Linked DNA regions of Mus musculus: region 2 is linked to region 1. A link is a contact called in public HiChIP or PLAC-seq data. All regions are on one chromosome and are shown on one strand. The core of a region is the stretch at or near the end of the contact, and the rest is flanking DNA. Distances in the headings are between cores, read along the strand shown.

Region 1 (3,936 bases), core at 1,424-3,923:
TTTTTCCCAATGTGAGGGTTGAACCTAGGGCCTCATGTATTCTAAGCAACAGACGATATCCCCAGCTTTGTAAAGTTTTGTTTTGCTTGAACCCAGGACTTCAAACAAGCAGAGCACATACTCTACATTTCAGCCATTCCGTGCACTGTTTTTGATTTTTCAAGAATTTTTGTTTTATGGTGCTGGAGATTGAATATTGGGCTTCACACAACTGTTGTGATTTCCAACAGTTATTCAACTAATCTATAGCTCCAGCCCTATGTGTACTTTAATTAATTAATTAATTAATTAATTAATAATTGATAAATTTTAAGATAGGGTCTCTCTACATAGCTCTAGCTGTTACTGTCCTGGAACTCACTATATAGACCAGGCTAGCCTTGAATTCACAGAGATCTGTTTGCCTTTTCTTCCAAAGTACTGGGATCAGAAGTTCACACCATCACCCATGGTCTTCCTGCATGTGTTTTTAGTTCAACGTGTTTAGGTGGTGTGTTTGTGTGTGTGCGTCTCTCTCTCTGGGTAAATTATATTAAACTACAGGTGTTCATGAACAATCCTACCAAATAATTGTTATTACAGTGCTATTCTGAGTTTATAATTCGTAGAGTATATCTCAAAAAGATTATGTTTTAGAAATTTCTCCATAGCCATTGAATTATCTCAAGGCTACATTTGGCTGTTTGTTTTCAAGTGGTGATTAAGATGACATCAAACCAGACTGTATTATGTGACATAGCTAGAAACTGCACTTACATGTAGCATAACTGGAATCTCACTGCCACAGATTCAGCAGTTCAGAACTTTGTATATTCAATTTATTAATTTATTTTTAATTTTCTCTTTTATTTTATTTTATTTTAGTTTATTTATATATGAGTGATTTGCCTAAATGCATCAGAAAGTGTCCAATCCCCTGTGTCTGAGTTTGGGTTTCATTGCTATGAGGAGATACCATCTTAGTTAGGGTTTTACTGCTGTGAGCAGACACCATAACCAAGGCAACTCTTATAAGGATGACATTTAGGGGCTGGCTTAGAGGTTCAGAGGTTCAGTCCTTTATCACCAAGGTGGGAACATGGCAGCATCCAGGTAGGCATGGCACAGGAGGAGCTGAGAGTTCTACATCTTCATCTGAAGGCTGCCAGTAGAATACTGACTTCTAGGCAGCTAGGATGAGGGGTTTTAATGCCCATACTCACAGTGGCACACTTACTCCAACAGGGCCACATCTTCTAATAGTGCCATTCCCTAGGTTGAGCATATACAAACCATTACAGCTCCCTACCTTGATGATAATGGACTAAATCTCTGAAACTGTAAGAAAGCCCCCAATTAAATGCTTTTTGTAAAAAAAGAGTTACCTTGGTCACAGTGTCTCTTCACAGCAATAGACAGTGACTAAGACACCAAAAGAATTTGAGGGGTAATATATATCCAAGCTATTGTGCTATTTTAACTTAATCTCTAAAGCACCCACATTGCCCTGTATTCCCAGAACACTCCTCTGGACCCTCCCCTGTCTTTGGTTTCTTCTCTGTTTCTTTGGCTGGAAGGCTCTTTGCTTGTCCTTGTCCACAGAACCATGTGGCTAATCATAGCTCAGCTCAAACTTACTTTCTTACATACTATCCTTTTTTGGGGGGTGGGGTGGGGGTATGGGGGTAGTTGGTTTCAAGACAGGGTTTCTCTGTGTAGCTTTGACTGTCCAGGAACTCACTCTGTAGACCAGACTGGCCCAGAACTCAGAGATCTGCCTGCCTCTGCTTCCGGAGTACTGGGATACAAGGCTTGTGCTCCTACCTCCTAGCTGATGTCCCAGTGTTTAACCCTATTGCACCCCACTTTCTATTTCTGGACTGTTTTTACTTACTAGTTTAGGACAGAGAGAAGCAAGAATGTGATAATCACAGTTATTGTATAACCCACCACACTGGTGCTTAAGTAACTAGCATATTTTGATTTTGTTTGGAGTGAGTAATCTAAATATCTGAGAAATTAAGAAGATACATCAGAATAAGATGCTTCAGGGGGCAGAGGAATTGAATATAAGTGTTGGTTCTTTATTTAGTGTGAGGACAACTTGTGAAGTTTAAAAGTATTGCTTTCTAGCTGCCCGTCAAAAATGTTTGTTAGTTGAAAAATTTAGAATCACAGTCTGTCTTCCAAAATGAGCATCTTCATTGTGCCAAGTATTCAAAACAAACTGTATGTTCGCGGAATTGGAGTAATTAAACAAGGTCTCTGATTCCTGAATTGCCTTTTAAGTAGGTACGTGGCATAAGGAATCTTTTATATTATAACTAGCACAAAAGGGACAACAAATATGAAATTTAAACTGTCATTTGTGACTCTCTATTCCAGTGAGGGTAAGCATTACCTGATCGATTGATCACCTTCGCAGGCCACACGTAGGAGACGCTCCCCAAGAACTTCTAAGGTTAATGCTGAGAGGAGGTGACATTACTCCTGGAGGTAGCTAATTTGGCGGCACGCCTTCAAGCGCGCGCGCGCGGGCGGTCATTGGACACCCCTCACGGGGCGGAGCCTCCGCTTGCGGATGCCCAATCACCTGTGGGCTCAGGGTGTAAGGCCCTCTGGTGGCCACGCCCCTAGGCGGTGCGGGAGGGCGGAGGGGCGCTTTTAAGAGGCGGCTGGAGGCCGGCGTAATCAGGCGCGAGGGGCAGCCGGTGTGTCAAGTCCTCTGGCCGCCTTAGGCGGTGTCTGCGGTGTGCGCCTCTCGCCCGCCCGCCCGCCCGCCTGCCCGCGGCTCCAGTGTCCTCGCCTCGGCCTCCCTCCTCCGTCCGCGCGGCTGTCCCAGGCTCCGCGAGCCACCCCGGGACCTTGCGCCCGCAAGCTTTCTCGGTGCCCGACGGGGCCGCCTCGGGACATGGTGCCGTCCCAGGAGGAGCCCGCCGCCGAGCGGGAGACGAACGAGGCGCAGCCGCCCGGGCCCGCGCCCTCGGATGACGCTCCGCTGCCCGGCCCGGGACCCTCGGATGTCTCCGACGTGGCCGCAGAGAAAGTGGAGGTGGAGCTGACGAGGTCAGCGGGCAGTGAGCCCCCCGTTCCCCCCGAGGGCGGCTGGGGCTGGTTGGTGATGCTGGCGGCCATGTGGTGCAACGGGTCGGTGTTTGGCATCCAGAACGCCTACGGGGTGCTCTTCGTGTCCATGCTGGACACCTTCAAGGCCAAGGACGATGACAACATGGCCTTCAAGACAGGTGGGACGTTGCTGCGGGCCGAGGGGAGGAGGGCATGCGGGGTGGGAAATGGGAGCTTTTGGTGCGTCCTCTTGTGTTGGGAGGGTGTGAGCTTTGAGCCTGACCCGTCTCACTTGCAACCTGCAGCTTGGGGCTTCCCTCTGCCAGTTTTGTATGGAACCCAAAGGCAAGCAAGTTGCAGAGTTGTACCTGCCTGAGGCTTTGGACTCCTCCTTTCTGCACAGTGGGCGCCAAGAATCCACAGTACTTTCCTCTTAGTGGTGGGAAATAAACTGAACGTTCCAGCACCAACAACACTGCATTATCACTTTTACAGTCTGCTTTGTGACCGCCACGGTGGTGTGGTTATCTGCCTGCCATGCTGCAGAAGGAAAGGTGTGTTTGGGTAGATGCAGCGCAGGCCAGGACGGGAGATTGGCAAAATGGAAAAGTGGATCCCAAGGTCACAGGGAGTCCCAAAGGCAGCCCATTAAAAGTGGTAGTCGGTTGTCTCTCTGCACGCTCTACTATATTTAGACAGCATAGGAGGCAGCCACGTGGGATGGTAAGAGGAAGATAAGGGGTTGGACCTTCTGTTATGTTGACGTTTTTTTTGCCTTGTGGAAATAAAATGCAAAAGGTGCAGACTCCGCATTTTTGTCAAATGCTTTCTGACTGATTATGCAAAAGTCAAGTCTAGGACCGTCTGCATAACATTTCCCCCATTATTTCA
Region 2 (3,897 bases), core at 1,059-3,558, 380 kb before region 1:
ACATCTGTGAGACTAACACAGGAGTATTGCCATGGGGGGTGGGGGATGGGGGGTGTCTTTTGTTTCCTCCTAGACATAGAGAGAAGTCACAGACCCTCATGGCCACATGGACTAAGGACTTAAATGGTCCAAGAAGAAAATACACCATTCTAAGTGGAGAAGAAAACAGCTATTGTTTAGAAATTAGAGTTTAAAAAAAATTCCTGAATAAACAGTGGACAGCTGTTCTCAGCCTCTGCTTTTAGAGCCAATGGAAGGGGGGAGGGGGAGATATTCTTTCAAATGTGGTTTTTGTTCAGAGCCCAGATTTTCTTCTACTAATTTCCAACCCAGAATTAGGGCCTGGTCCAAAGTTTTATTTTGAAGATTATAGACAACAGCAAACTTCCATCAACCACGAAGGTCCAGACAGAGGCCGCAGCCGGCAGCTTCACCGCACAAAGGGGGAGGTGGGCAAGTCTGTGTTAAGGACAGCAAGGCTTCCACATCTTCGAGCATCAGGAAGACAGGACACTGGCCCACCCAAGCGGAAGACAGCTCTTCAAGATCATGTTTGACTTCAGCCCCTTAGTCCATGGGAAAAGCTGTCCTACAGGACCTGGGCTCTAATGAACGCTCCTCCTCTAGTAAACAAGGAAATTATAGAGGTTTCCAACCAGGATATTCATATAAAAATTACTAGCTAAGTCTTACAATTATAAAGGCAGAGGGGTAAACAGTGAGACGGATCTCTCTGTAAACAGACTTGGGGATGACCCCTTAGTTCTCCCTTGCTTCTCCGTTACTGCTCTTTGCGCCCCCCAAATACCTCTCTGTCCTTTGTAGAGGTCTTACACTGTAAGAAATCTCTCTTTCCTGGAATCTTTTTGAGTTACATACATAAACGTTGTTAACAAGAGAGAGAGCAAGATCTGAATGGTTCTCTATTTCCCGTATAATTGTTTTCTTCTCAAATATTTGATGAGAGGAGCATGACACTGGCTGATGTGTATCTTGCCACTGTGTCTATATGTCCCCGACATTCTGTGTACACAGCCTTCCCTCCCACTGTTATGCCAGAGTCAAGTCCCTGAAGGCTGTCCTGCCACCATGCAAGATGCCCTGACACACAAGGTAGTTTTAGTGCACAGCTGGGCTCCCAGAGAGCAGAAAAACTTTCTGAAGTCCAAGAAACGTACAGTGAGAAGAAATCTGGGAGGGAGTCAGTGAGGTGGAAGGCGGTCTGCACAGAGACCTGGGCCTCCGGAAAGGCGGGAGAGCTTGCATTTCCCCCTTAAACCTTTAAGGAGGAACAAACTAGCCTTCTGCATTCTGAAGAAATATAGAAAGTAGAAGAAACTTGTAGAATTTTCTGGATTCTCAGCCTCCAGTCTTCCATGGACCATGCAAAATCTTTTGAATCAAAGAACACTAAATAGCAGAGAGAGAAAAAGAGAGTTGAAAAATAATTAGCTGTATCTGAAAATTACCCACGATATGACATAAAGAGATGAAAAGATAGAAAATATGAAAAAAGGGTTAAGACCTGGACCATGATGGGAAGCGAGGCTCCTGGAGCATGATGGGAGGCTCGGACCCAGGAGCGTGATGGGAGGCTCTTCTTAATACCAACCTAGTCTCCAGGGAAGGGGAGTGATATCAGAGAAAAGGAGAGATTTGGACGAATAAAACATTAAATGAGTTTCCAGAGCTGATGTAGGCCGCAGCTCCACGCACACCAGAAACTCGGCCGACCGACATTGCACCATGAACCTGTACAACAGCCAGACTCATCATTTAAAATGCAAAGTTGCCAAACTCAAAGGGAAGATTTTAAAGGAGATAAGAAAAACAAGATAGATCTCCTACAAAGAAAACAATTGGACTGCCACCAGGCACTGCTTCAGAGCCCAGCATCCTGTGTAAGGAGAGCGACAGCGTGAGAAGAGAGAAACGGGCCTTGCACCGCTTCCAACCCCTTTTAAGAAAGAGTGGGAGACAATGAAAATTTTGAAATAAACATTATGTATGGACAAGAAAATGAGCGCTCTAAGGTAGTGCGAAGCTTAAGCTTCCTTTGGCGTTTACTCCAGGGATCCTTCTCTGTGAAAAACAGATTTAATAGGAGGTTAGCATTTCCCGAGTTGACTGACAAAGACGGGCTTCCGTGCTCCCGACGCTGGGAATTCAGGAAGCAGCTGAGTGATTGGTGGTTTACAATGTCAGAGAGCAGTAATCACAATGCGCGCCTCACTCTCAATTACTTCCAGCATTGTCTGGCTCGGAGGCTATTCTTGAGAACTGAGATGTTTTTCTAAGCCATATTGTGTAGTTTCCACGTGCTCGGCCTGACTAATGCATTAGTCACAGGTTACAACATGAGAGACTCAAGCAAATAGTCTCCATCTTTAACAACCTTGCTTCCCCAGTCCCACGGTCTCCATTCAATGTTCCCCCTGCCTATGTCTCCCAGACTCCCCTTGGCAGGAGCTATTTATTAAGCTGAACTGCCTGCCTCTGGAAACCTTTAGCTCCATGTTGTTGTTGTTTGTTGTTGTTGTTGTTTTCTTTTTAATCTCCACATTCTATCATATGTAAACCTTCACTGAACATCACTCATTCTTTGCTGGACTCTGTTGTCTCCGGTCGGATAGTGCGTGCCCCCAGCTGCCAAGAGAGCTAAGAGCAGGAGACCCAGAGCAAGCATGGCATGGAGCTGAGGCCACAGGAGAAAAGAGATCTTAAGCTATGCTTTCCGTAAGGTGGGAGAGTGTGGGATAACCCAAGAATCCGGCAAACAAATGGAGCCGTGTGTGGCTATGACTGAGATAAACGCAAAGGCTGAGGGATCGTAGCTGCCTGTGGCTTCAGGAGCCAGAGAACTGTTCTCATAAAGTAGTGACAGGACATAAGCACAAGGGACAGACTACCCACAGAACCCGACTGTACTCAGGGCCCCCAAGCGGCAATCATCAAGCCAATAAGAGAGCTAAAGGCTGGAAGAGAAGGTGGACTCTTCTAGCTCTCTGTATACTTGTATCGTCTGTCCCTTCTGTTGCGTCTGGTTCTTGTGTGTTTATCCACACAAAGGGGCCTGTACTTCTTTTAATTGGTGGCCTGAAAACACGATGACTGGAATCAGGAGAACCATGTACAATACTAACTTAGCTGTCATAGACGACCGAACTTTGAAAACTTCCCTTTTGGATTCCTGACTATTTTACGGATATAGAGGATTGGGAAAGGTCTTGAAAAGGAGTTTCAAGATCAGACTCAACCACTGGAGTCACAATTCTGTAGACTGATCACTGAGACAGGAACCACATTGACAGGGTGTGCTATGCACAGTGCCCAAGTCCTGAGGCTTTGAGGACCCCAGCCATGTTAAGTTTGATGTGGGAAAGGCACATGATCCATTTATTTATTTATTTATTTATTTATTTATTTATTTATTTATTTATATTGGAGACAGAGTTTTACTGCGTCTCTCTATATGGCTTGGAGCTCACTATGTAGACTAGGCTGGCCTTGAACTCACAGAGATCTGCCTGTTTCTGCCTTCTGACTGCTGGGTTTAAAGGTGTGCACCACCACACCTGGCTTATCTTGTTTTAGTTTGTCTCAAGTCAGGGTCTTCCTACATTGTTGAGGCTCAAATGTCTGGTCTTCTGTCTCAGTCACCCAAGTAGCTGGGACAGCAGGCATTCATCATGGTTGCCAGCTCATGTTTAAGTATGTTTTAGATATTTTTTTTTGCAACCATGTTCTATGTTGGACTTCCTGCTATAAACAAAGACATGGTGAAATTATATGTAATTATTGTATCCAAGTTATGATGGATAGATAGATAGATAGATAGATAGATAGATAGATAGATAGATACCAATGAAAAGGCAAATACCACATAGTAAACTTAAA

What was found. HiChIP or PLAC-seq counts read pairs in DNA pulled down with a chosen protein or histone mark.
Region 2: an H3K27ac HiChIP or PLAC-seq map of microglia shows a contact between it and region 1, with 6 times the contacts expected there. The contact joins the enhancer-like site here to the promoter of Slc16a10 in region 1. A contact is called at or near these places in 3 of 39 promoter capture datasets (the C10 cell line, liver and pre-B cells), 1 of 15 datasets of contacts at CTCF or cohesin (pro-B cells), 2 of 484 Hi-C or Micro-C datasets (both in CD8 T cells), 6 of 115 datasets of contacts at active chromatin or transcription factors (the HPC-7 cell line, large pre-B cells, memory CD8 T cells and 3 more) and 2 of 9 other capture datasets (adipose tissue and liver).

Annotation. Positions count from the first base shown.
Region 1 is chr10:40,140,991-40,144,926 of GRCm38.p6, reverse strand. Slc16a10 (solute carrier family 16 (monocarboxylic acid transporters), member 10) reads left to right here and starts at 2,673. Exons shown (of 6, transcript NM_001114332.1): 1 at 2,673-3,224. The coding sequence starts at 2,891.
Region 2 is chr10:40,520,127-40,524,023 of GRCm38.p6, reverse strand. No RefSeq gene overlaps it. Among named protein-coding and RNA genes, the nearest start is that of Slc22a16, 48 kb to the left of the region's middle. Within about 2 kb of position 2,308, at least 106 of the 459 cell types and tissues checked have an H3K27ac peak or open chromatin away from gene starts, as enhancers often do. A contact at or near this core is called in microglia and pancreatic cancer cells, where this site is marked.